2 separate regions of the Capsicum annuum genome follow, and region 2 is linked to region 1. A link is a contact called in public Hi-C data. All regions are on one chromosome and are shown on one strand. The core of a region is the stretch at or near the end of the contact, and the rest is flanking DNA. Distances in the headings are between cores, read along the strand shown. Region 1 holds the start of LOC107856789 (diacylglycerol kinase 5). Region 2 has its middle 47 kb from the start of LOC107856789.

Evidence for each region. Hi-C and Micro-C count contacts between places; a contact is called where the count stands out from the background.
Region 2: a contact with region 1 is called in a Hi-C map of pericarp, with 3 times the contacts expected there. The contact joins the enhancer-like site here to the promoter of LOC107856789 in region 1. A contact is called at or near these places in 3 of 5 Hi-C or Micro-C datasets (bud, pericarp and placenta).

What each region holds. Positions count from the first base shown.
Region 1 is chr7:201,461,482-201,467,600 of UCD10Xv1.1, forward strand. It overlaps LOC107856789 (diacylglycerol kinase 5), which reads right to left and starts at 3,767. Exons shown (of 14, transcript XM_016701762.2): 1 at 3,552-3,767; 2 at 3,203-3,418; 3 at 2,989-3,111; 4 at 2,741-2,869; 5 at 2,328-2,413; 6 at 1,355-1,478; 7 at 213-261. The coding sequence starts at 3,617.
Region 2 is chr7:201,509,219-201,515,337 of UCD10Xv1.1, forward strand. No RefSeq gene overlaps it. Among protein-coding and RNA genes, the nearest start is that of LOC107856789, 47 kb to the left of the region's middle. Within about 2 kb of position 2,388, at least 1 of the 5 cell types and tissues checked has an H3K27ac peak or open chromatin away from gene starts, as enhancers often do. A contact at or near this core is called in pericarp, where this site is marked.

The DNA of each region.
Region 1 (6,119 bases), core at 2,517-5,016:
ATTACTAACTTATTGCCTTGGATGTTTGAATGCTTAGATTATTTCTCTAGTTGATATACAGACAATCATTTCTTATGGGTATTGAACTGGATAAGCCCGTCCTCACACTTGTAAGTCCAATAATTATTCTATATTATTAAACTGGCAAAACAAAAATAAAGAAGTCACAAGGCTACAAACTTTAATTCCTAATCAGAAGAACAAGAACTTACCCATGCTGAAGTAATTCCAGAACCCTCCACGAAATGTATGGAATCCTTCCTGCATGGTATTAGGTTAAAAAGAGGAAAGCGGTCATCAACTTTATACAGTGGGATAACACTTTGAAAAAGACCAAGCTATGAAAATTGTAACTTGTAAAAGCCAGACAGTACGCATGCACACTGATAGACATATGTAGGCATGCATATTGATAGGATATGTTCATGCATATGGATAGGCATTACCCATATGTTCACTTTTCATTTTTAATCAATGTGAATACATTCGAAATTGGAAATGCCAAAATGGAAACCATAACCAAATATGCCCCACACTGGGCTTCATATGATCACCCAACTACAAGTAAATACACAAGGAAACTCCTTTATAAAGTAGTAATGTACTGAATGCAGAAGCTGATACTTGTAAAGATACTGATTCTTTTACATATGTTTTACTCATTCCAATAGCATTCAAATCATAATGGTGAGTTCTGCAGTTTACTTTTCTCATAGAGGATTAGGCGTGAACAACTATTGCAATTAAAATATGTACTCCAAACCAATAACAATAGTGGTATCTCCATCCAACCCTATCATTTTTGCCATTTCGAAAACTCATATGCCTTTATATATGTGTAAAGTGCTGAAAGTCAAATATCATATCAACTCCAATGATTGTTCACTGTTTCTGCGACACTATTCAAGCAACTTTTTACAATTTACAGTGATTTTTTGGTTCATCTTTCTCGCAAAGCAAAAAAACTCATGCAGTAGAATATTCTTTAAAATCAATATTAAGCCAAGAGTGTCATAAAAATAATGAATAAATTAGTTGCAATGATTATGTACTTCTATATAAGGTGCCTCTGTTGGATGTTATTAACGGCCAATTTGGTCATCAGTAGACTTAAAGGTGACATCCAGATTTATTTATTTTATTATGGAGAAGGACTTTGCAGAAACAGAACCAGGTTTAATATACAATCAGTGAAGACATACAACACAACAAAAAAAGAAGAAATGAATACAAGCGGCCAAGATCTTATGGAGATACAAAAGATGGAGCTAAACTATATGAAAGTATGCACTATTCATGTTATAGAAGCCAATTTTTCAATACACAAAAGCACTAACAGATAAGGATGTCTTACCATGTTCAGTTCATCAGATGGAGAAACCCGGTGAAAGGCATGCAAAGAATGAGGCAATTCCAGCGGCGCGACAGGATCACAAGAACCTTTTTTGGGTGCTCTCATCCTCATTAGAATGTGCCAACTGCATAAAGCGAATTCTTTAATACCATTGGTTGAGAATGAGCAGTCATGATGCACCAATCTTGTACACTTACCATAATAATCTCTTCCAAAACAATTGGAAGTTCAATTTTTTGCGAAATTCCTGTTGTTGTTTATATCCTATACTCTTAGTATGGTATATATATTCCGAAGACACTTATTGAAGTATTATTGGAATAGTATCTTCATGTTAATATAGGTCATTATAACAAGAAATAGAATATGCAGAAATCTGTTCCCTTTACCAAATATTGGATGCTAAGCACAAAAGATGATGTATATGGCAATCTTTGCTTCACTGCAACTTAGATTATGAACCAGTAGAAAATGGAGACCCCGCACCACAAGAGCATGCTATGTTTTCCAACTCTTTTAATGGAAGCTAGGGCATTCTCAACTTCATCAAGCAAACCATAATATTCTTGACTTAGCTAGGACCAGAAACATATTGTCCATTTCCCTTGAAAAGATTTATAGATCTTTAAGGAGGATCCGCATAGTATTACATAAAAACATATAGTTACATCGATCCAATCTTCGTGTTTATTGTTCTATTTTATTTCTTTACTTTTGATTCTAGAAAAAAGATAACAGTATTTAGTGAAATGAGACCCCTAATGTCTGCACTTTAATTAACTATAATACATCATAAGCCCTCATCTGTTTAATGTAAAAACAAGACATTCAATTTAAGATAGACGACACATTCAGCTAGTACCACTGCCAGGAAGTTCGAACAAAGAATTAAAACTTGATCATCGAGGGATCAAAATTAAACTGAGAATATCTCAGACAGGCCACAATATCACATATGAACTAACTAAATAACCTGTCCATCTTCATTTCCTTTGCATTCATTACTTGCTTCAAAAAAGAGATGACAGAGTTAAGGTCGGTCCCTGGATTCTTCTTTCCCTGTCAATCACCAAAACTGCACATCACATAAAGTATCTTTCTCAATACTGAAAGCGCACTAACTAATATATTACAGAAAACAAAAGAGTTTTACTCTAGCTCCTAATGTGAACATGTTTATGAGCAATTTGTTTTTGTATACACGGATTCCATGTTGTTTATAGATATTTTCAACATAGTATAAGCAAAACTAGGAAACGAATTGCATAGCGAGAGACCATGCAAGCAAACCGAGAGCTTTTACACCACTATATTGAGAGCTACAATTTACATGAAAATATCCTTCACAAATCTAGTGAGTCAACAGTTTCTGCCAAAGTTCCATACCCAGCCAAAAGCAAATGGAAGGTTATTTCCAGTTCCCAAAGGTACTGTTGCAATTGGGGGTGGTTGAGATAGTTTGAGATCAGATACAACTCCGAGAAGCCAGCCAGCGGTGCCATCTCCACCTGCAACCTAATATACATTCAACTTCAGTACTTCGTGCTGGAAAATAATCATCTGGCCCTCTGATGAATTTATGACAAAACCTATTAAACTTAAAATGATGAACCAACTCAAAGAATTCAACTCACGATAATTCTCATTCTCTCTTCAATTTCGGCAGCAAATTGATCCCCATTACTTTTGAGAGTTCCTATATTCAAATATAATCTGCGTAAAACACTATCAGGAGCTTCTTCTCCCAAATCAAAAACCTGAAAAGTTACATATCAAAAGAATTATATAAAAGACAAAAAAAAAATAAAAAATCTACGTCCATATTCAAAACAGTTAGCTTTTACGTACCTGATATTTGTTAAGAAGATGGCGATATGTACGAAGAAGGTCTCCTCCAAGTTGACCTCCACTTTTAGAGTTTATGAACACAAGTACAGGGCATGTAGGTACTTCAGGTAAACGTAAACTATTGCTCGAAGCACTCGGTGCAAGTATATACGTAGGAATATAGAAATCTCTATGAATGTTGTTATTGATCGACTCAGAATCCGCCATTAACTCTAACTGCAACCGCATTAACAAATAAATAAAGCGAAACACGAAAAAAGTACACACAAACACATAGTATATGTTGAAAATGAAGGCAATTAACTGCAACTATATCACACTTTTCACATAGAATTATGTAAAAAATTACTCTGTTCAAAGGACGTAAGAGGAATTTCAACAAATATTTATCTTGCAGAAAACACTGATTCCTCATATTGACCTAGTCAAACTTCATTATACATTTACATAATTCACTTTGACTTTCATTTGTACACGCAATTCCGATAAGAACATCGTGCAAATTCGATGAAATTAAACGTTGCTTTTATGATTCAAACTGTACAAGACGAAGGCGCAAAGCAACAAATTCGAATAACCAGAAGATTTACCTGAAGAAGAAAAGTATATGGATAGATATTCGGGAGAATCACAAAGAAAGAGTGCGTCAACAGTAAAAGGACTTTGTGTGGAATTGGGATCTATATAAAAAAGGAGACGGAAGACGCGTGATGGCGCCGTGTGCCGAGTGAATTTGACCATTCGCTGAAGTTTCTTTATGAGTGGCTTGCTGCCTTAAAATTAATGGAGTAAGTAAAAAAGGGAATGAAGACATTGAAAATGATAATTAATGATAATGACTGTCTAAATGCCCCTATTTATTGTATGTATGTACGATGAGGAAAATGTAAGGGCGTTTTCCGTTTCTTGTATGTTAGTTGGCTGCATTTTGACATTTTCTCACCGGGGTTTTGGTTCTTTAGGCTTTTTTCTTGTTTGAAAGGCGCCAATGGAAAATTTTAGTGGGGATTTGAGACGAGTGACAATTGAGAATCTTGAAACGGTTTTTTTTTTTCAGACAACACATAAATTTTTAGAATTAATGCCAATGATAAAAACTATCCTAGTAATAGGTGAGTCTTATTTATAAAAATAAAATGATATGTTTTTATGGTCGCAAGTATTGAAAAATTTGTGAATGATTGTCGTGTTTGAATTGACTTTTGGCTAAGTTAGAAATTTTAATTTATAGCTTTTGGCTTAGTTTTAGCATTTTAAATCAAAAGTAATTAAATTTCTAATTTATGACTTTTGACTTATTTTACTATTTTAATTTAAAACTAAGTGTTCATAAACACTTTTTAAATTTATCCAAATACTTCAAAAGTGTTTAAAAGTCAACTTTAATTTAAATGCACTTAAAATAAGCCAATCCAAATGGGCTTAAAGTCACCTCACATCACACCTAATGTATTTACGGATTTACCTGATATTTCTTTGTCATTTACTAGAAATGATACTTACTCCAAATCATTATTTATCAATGATAACATGTGTTAGTTAATTACTCTATCCATCCATTTTAAATATATATTCACTTTCGCTTTTACTTGTTCAGTTCAAAAAATCAAGACATAACTTATTTTTATCATCAACTATAGTCATTTTCCTGAATTTTGCATATAGCAGGAGTTTTAATACACTTACTGCTATATTCTTTTATTAACTCAAGTCATTTCTCAATGCATTTCTCAAAATATTGAATTTAGGATATTCAAAAAGTGATACCCAAATTGTAATTCTATTAGTGTCAAGTCAATATTGAACGAGTGAAAATGGAATAATGGAAGTAGAATTAAGTGATAACAATATATTTAAAATATTTACCACGTATTCAAAGAGAGGTGTCTTGGTGTAGGCTATTTGCGGATGATGTAGTTTTGATTGATGGAACTCGGGAAGGTGTAACGATAAATTAGAGATTTGGAGATAAACCCTGGAGTCTAAAGGGTTCAGGTTGAGCAGGACCAAGATGGAGTACTTGAAATGCAAGTTTAGTGATTTGACGCATGAGGATGAGGTGATAATGAAGATGGATTCTTAAGTTATTCGTAAAAGAGATAGTTTTAAGTATCATAGGTCTATGATTCAGGAAAATGGAGAGATTAGCAAGGATGTCACTCACTGTATTGAGGCATAGTGGATGAAATGGAGGCTCACCTCTAGACTTCTGTGTGATAAGAAGATGTTGCATAAGCTTAAAGACAAATTCTATAGAGTGGCAGTCTTTCAGGCTATGCTGTATAGAGCGGAGTGTTGGCTAGTCAAGAACTCTCACATCCAAAACTTGAAGGTGACGAAAATGAGGATGTTGCATTGGATGTGTGGACTTACTAGGAGGGATAGAGTTAGGATTGAGACTGTTCGGGAGAAGGAAGGAGTGACTTTGGTGGAATACAAGATATAGGAAGTGAGGTTGAGATGGTTTGGGTAAGTGATGAGAAAGGGCACAAATGCCCTAGTTCGTAGATGTGAGAGGTTGACTATGAATGATTTCAGGCGGGGTAGAGATAGACCAAAGAAATATTGTTGGGAGTTGATTAGATATGACATGGAGCAGTTACAACTTACTAAGGGTATAACCCTGTATAGGAAGGTATGGAGGACCCAAATTAGGTTAGGGGGCTAGTTCGTAGGAGTGAATCATAGCTAGTAAATAGGATTGCTTTGGTGTAGCCATACTAGTAGTCGTAAGGCCATGCTTGTAGGTTGAAATTTCTTGGTTGGAGGTTTTGAGTGAGGTGTGTGCTTTAGATTAGATAGTATATAGTACTACTCGGTGGGTGTCTTATTTTTATTATTTCATCTTATTTTATGTTTTATTATGACTTTGCTTACTATATTTTGTCTTGAGTCAAGGGTTTATTGGAAATAACCT
Region 2 (6,119 bases), core at 1,138-3,637, 46 kb after region 1:
CTATATACAATTTTTCCATTGCTGCTAGTGTCTGACCAAATTTTACTAAAGTTCCGCCAACTTTTTGTTTTTTCATTAATACGCACACTAAATTTGTACGAAATTTTGCTATATAACAAAGTAAAATCGGCGAATTTTACAATTGCGATAAATTCATTAAGAAGAATTTTAGGGCTTTAAAAAGGAATTGAAAAGTTAGTAGAGAGAGAAAGGAAGTTGTTATTGCTTTGGCCGGAATCTTAATGAAGCTATTATTCCGGTGACGTCATCGGGAAAAAAGGACGTTCTCCCCCTCCTCTGTTCACTGTCGCTGTTTCCTCTCCCTATCTCTCAATTTCTCTTCGTTTCTCCCTCTCTCGTCCCTCTACTCTTTTTATGCCTTTCCTATTTTTCGATTGGGTGTGGTGTAGTTGTGTGTGTTGTTCTCTGGATGAAAGAAAAATGAAAGACCCTCTGAATAGTGCTGTGTGTGCGTATCCCAAACAATACTGATTCAGAATGTTATTGAAAATTTTGATAAAATTTGGTGGACTATTAAAAATTTTGATAAAATTCTTGAAAAATGGGTTTTCAAGAGCTGTGCAATATGCTCTATTGACAATCAATTTGTTGTGTAATTATAGTGAAAGGATGCGCGTTTTGATTGTGAGAGAAGGGGTGTTTGAGATTTGTGATACTAATGATTGTATTGTGATTTCGATAATAAAATTTATGGTATATTTTTAAAATTATTGTGGTGAAGATTTGAGTTTTATGATGATAGTACTAATGGTGGTGTTTTAATGGTGATTTTGGTGAAGAAGAAGTAACGGGTGATGTGGACTTTTTTAAAAATAAATTGACATAATATCTGATGTGGTAATGACTTGACGATGATGTGGCATGAGTGTAAATCACTCTCCATTATGTGACTGGTTTTTACATTTTGGGGTGGAAATAGTTTCATTTTTTATAGTTTAGGTGTGTAATAGGACACTATGATAGTTTAGGTGTGACCTAGACTTTTCATGTATAGTTTAGGATGGAAACGATGACTTTTTCCTTTATATGAGATATGCCAACTCATACTGGTACGAGGCATTCTCTTATTGACAAGTGAACTCTAGTGGGTCCTACTTACAAGCAAAACAATTATGTCTTTTTCTATTGTATTTATCTCTTTTTTCGCATTCTTTGTTTTTCAATCCTCTTCCAAAATGTTTTGCTTTTCTATTTTATCGTATGCCTTTTAAAGAGATTTTACAGAATGTGTTTATGTATCTTTTTGCGACATAATTTAGAATATTTTCGAATTCAAAAGTTTAAGTTTGGAGAATACTTTTTGAAATTTTGGTTAGAAAACCTAATTATTTGGAGGTTTTTTTCATTCAGTTAGTTTTGATCGACTTTTTTGTAATAGGTATATGAGTTTTAAGTAGAATTATTTTTTCACAAAAAAGTTAAGTAGAATTATTCATACTTTGATTTGGATTGATTTTGGTTAAAATCAAAAATCAAAATCAGATCAATTTAGTCAATTTTAATCATTTAAATCAAATCAAAAAAAATATTTTATACATTATCAGATTAATTGTTGTTTTAATTTATTTTTTAAATTTTTTAGTAAGGATGTTTATCTTCTTTTCTCCTGCCATTAGAATGAAATTTCATTAGTTGCTAACTTGTAATCTTGAATCGTCTTATTTTTTTTTATTATGATGGCTATAATTATTTTGAATTATGATTAATGTCATAAGATATATAAACTCTAATTAGGTGAATAGATTTTATAAAAAAAATATAAATAAAGATATCTAAGCAAAAATCTCATAATTATATATATATATATATATATATATATATATATATATATGTGTGTGTGTGTGTGTGTGTGTATTTCCTTTAAAATGTATTTAACCCTAAACTTATTAGTCCGTGAAAATAAAATTAAAGTAATAAAATTCTGATGAAACATTATGTAAAATGTTTTAAAATAATTTATAAAAATTGATAGGTTTCCTATTTCATACAAATAATTACAAAATCAGTGAACTCAAATATTATTATTTTATAAAATATTAATATTAAATTAAATTAAACTAAAAATATATCAAGTTATTTCATTAATTTACTTTTTGTTCAGTTTAATTTTAATTAAACTACGAAAGAATTAAATACTGAAATGGAAACTATAAAATAAATTAAAGAATTATAGTTTGCATATATGTTGATGAAAGAAGAAAATGAGAAAAAAATATTGGAAGAGAGCAGTAAGGAGAGGAAGAAAAGTGAGTGGGAGAATTGATATCATACGGTGGGTCCCACAATTCACTTTAAATTTCTTGCTCAAAGTTGTATGTTTTCTCCGGATCCATTCTCTCCTTCTTAGTTTAAATTGCAAGTGGGTCCCACAATTTATGTGTCAAAAAATAGTGGTGTGTCATACAACTCATGTCTGCCATATATTAAGTATGTCTCATACAAACTAAATTTTTCATGATAGATAATAATCGCAAAACAATAAGAAATGGATGATTATTAAAATTAATCTAAAAGAGTATCAATATGAAAGAAGTAGACATAAGAAGACAAGATATGACTAGAACTTTTCATTCTTCCAAGTATCAAATATACAAGTCTTTCAAGTGTATACAATATGAACCCTTATACCTTTATTTATAATGTCATATAGAGGCATGTAAGGGGTTGTCATGATCATGGTATTAAACAAGAATATTATGAGGGAGTTTAAAGGGTGTGAGAGTTACACCCATAATGATGTGTGGAGTAATGGAGGATTAACTACACATTAGGGAGAAGATGGGTGGGAGTGACTTAATTCCTAAGAGTTATGGACATCTACTATAAACATATTATTTTATAACACTCCCCCTTGGATGTCCATAGATGATGTGCCTTGTTAAAATCTTACTAGGAAAAAATCCTGTGGAAAAAAATTCCCTAGTGAAGGAAAAATAGTACACATATTTATAATACGCTGTTTGCTGCCTCGTTAAAAACCTTGCCAGGAAAATCCATTGGGACAAAATCTAGGCCAAGAAAAAAAGAGTGCAACGCGTATTTTACTCCTCCTGATGCAAACATCATTTCACTTCTCAAAGACGCCGCCTCCAATCTTATATGTCAGCTTTCAAATGTTGATATTCATTGTGCCTTTGTGATCAAAACACATTCATGAAGATGTTGCATTCTTGAACTCATCCTGATATGTCGTTTTCTTGTTTCTTGGATATGTTAAATCTTTGAACTCAGCCAAATAAATTCTTGACAATTACTTTATTTGTAACCTCATCGTCGCAAGTCATTTGCACATTGAACTTGTTCGTAGCAACAACCAACTAGTTGTGAACTTTTCATTTTAAATTGACTGTAGATCAAATATTCTTCCTGCATTTGCATAATCAACAATCTTTTGAAAATATTTGTTAGAAATAATAAATCCATATCAATAATATTTTATTTCAATCACATACACTTAAAAGTGAAATTATGTCTTTCTATACACTAATAAAAATTATTATCTTATGTATAGAATAGCAGGATATATAAGTGCAATAACTGCACTAATACATCGTATTTTCTAACCATTTCATGAGATCGAAATTGATCTTTCTTTATGATAAGTGATTTCATAATCATTGGGATATTCAACGGATCGAATCTCTTTTAAATCCTTTAAGAATTTTCCTATAACATTTGTCGTCTAGCTAGACATAACAGTCATTCGTTATATGTATTCAAGATTTTCATACATCGCCAGATTTAAAGAAACCTTATTGCATCCACCATAGGAGAACACATCCCCAAAAAATAATGCCGGTACTTTGCGAATAATCTTATGCCTCAAGGCACAAGTCGCATTTTATATCTTACGAGTTTACTTTTCGCACAATCACTAATTTGTATCCCACTGACTTATACCTCAGTCTATGGACTAATTTCAAAATATCACTTTTCAAATGAAACATAATAAACTTGAATTGCGTATTTTATCTGTCCACACTATTCGACAGATTTAAATTTAAGATCCTCGTTACCATTTATAATGGTAAGCGCTTTATTACACCAAAGATACCGTCGAGGTTATTTGATATCGATTCCATTACGACATAACATATCAAGATCGATCTCTTCTTTTTCATCATTTTCCTAAACCTTTGCTAAGATTTTATGAAGAGTTATGTCATAGTGCTTTTTAAAGAACTTGCCTCATTATCATTGCTCCTCTCCTTCTTTAAGGAGTTTTATGTTTGAAACCGATTTGTCTGTCACGCTTCAGGCGTGTCGTAGACTCTGTCCTTCAAGGACTTCTTATTGGAGCATTTATAGTTGAATTATAGCATAGGATCTGTCTGACAATGAACTTGCAATATTTTGCAAATCATGAATTATCAATTGAACTTCAAATTCACTATTATTATTTTTTTACGAGGATCTCGATAATTCATTCCATACATTTCAGCTATAATCATATCTCCCCCTAATGTTAGGAAATCTAACATTCACCCAATCTTATTTGGAGATCCATCTTTGTGTGTGGTGGATATTGTATATTCAAATTTTCAGATGAATTTTAATTGGTTCCTAACCCTGAACCAACAATATAGGGGAACTTTGTTGGCTTGATGCATACAAATGTTGCTATATTTAAATAAACACGTCTCATATCAAAGTTTCTTTTTGAGAGATTTGTTCTCATAACTAATCTTTCAGCTATAATTGGAGGCACACAATTTTCTGCTAAACCAATCAGTATATCAACTTGTATAGTTTGGAATCATGCTCTCAATTTTAACAATTTGAGCAAACAACCTTGTAAAAATCAAATAGCAAGTTGATAGCAGCGCATGTGACCATCATAGATGTATCTCATTTCATAATAAACGGTCTACATGGCAGGTGAACGGGCCCATATTCACCTTGCAATACGTTTCAAAATTTAGAGGATACAATCATAACCTTAGTTATTATAATATTTTATCTTGAGAACAAGCTACATAAGAGAATTATTGAAGAATCTTTTGTTTTTTCAATATAAAACTGCATGAATTCTCAATTATTTTTGCATCACATTTGAATCGAAATGGTCAACCGATCAGGCCAACTTATATATTTTCTGTAAACTTTTAGCTTACTACAACATGGTGATTCTCATATATTTGTATCAATAAATAGGAGAAAAATGGGTAGTCTTTCTCATAAATATTTATAACCCGTTTCGATTGTAGTAATATGAAGATATAAAATCTTTTCATAATTTACAGTCTCAGTATAAGAATATTTTTTTAATTTCCTTGAAACTTAAAAAGTTTCTTTTGGAGACTTACTACAATTTCAATGACCTGAATAATTTCATTCTTCCTAGTAGTAACACATTAGCTTTTCGAGACTATCAAATACTTGTGTACTACCTCATAGTTCAAAACACCATTTGTATGGTGACTATCTCCTTTTAGGGAGAAAATTATAGTCATTGTAGTCAAAATCATTATATGCAAACCTCCTTGTTGCTTTACTTTTGCCTTTAATAATTTATTTTTATAATATTTGGCAAAGTTTTTTTTTTAGCGTACCATATTTACATGATCGGTGAAAAATTTATTCGACCACACCATAATATTCATTTTTGGTCATGGCCAAAACTCTTATAGGAAAGAACCACTTCTTGATTTGATCCTTTGGTAGATCATGATAAAACATACTATAACATCAATGACCTTTTTATACCAAATTAAAAAATTTTATTTTTCTCAAACCTCCCATAGAGGTGAATTTTGGTATTTATCTAACCATATATAATCACAATTTTATCCATATTTTTTTCTCACATTTTAACACATTCACCGTCAAGAATGACCAAGCATTCACAATGCTTACACGAGTCACATTCTTTTCAAGAATTGGACTATAATCATATGTGCTTCATATTTATTTTATATGATTGTCATGCCTTGACATTTATCATATTTATAGACCCACCTCAACATCACTTAAAAGGCCAAGTGTATCTTCACTTTTGTTCTTTTCTCTTTTGATGGAGGATATATAAAACTTATCAAATTAGGTTGCACAACAACCGTGTGCTCACTACCTTTCTTACCAAATTGATTGTGAACAAA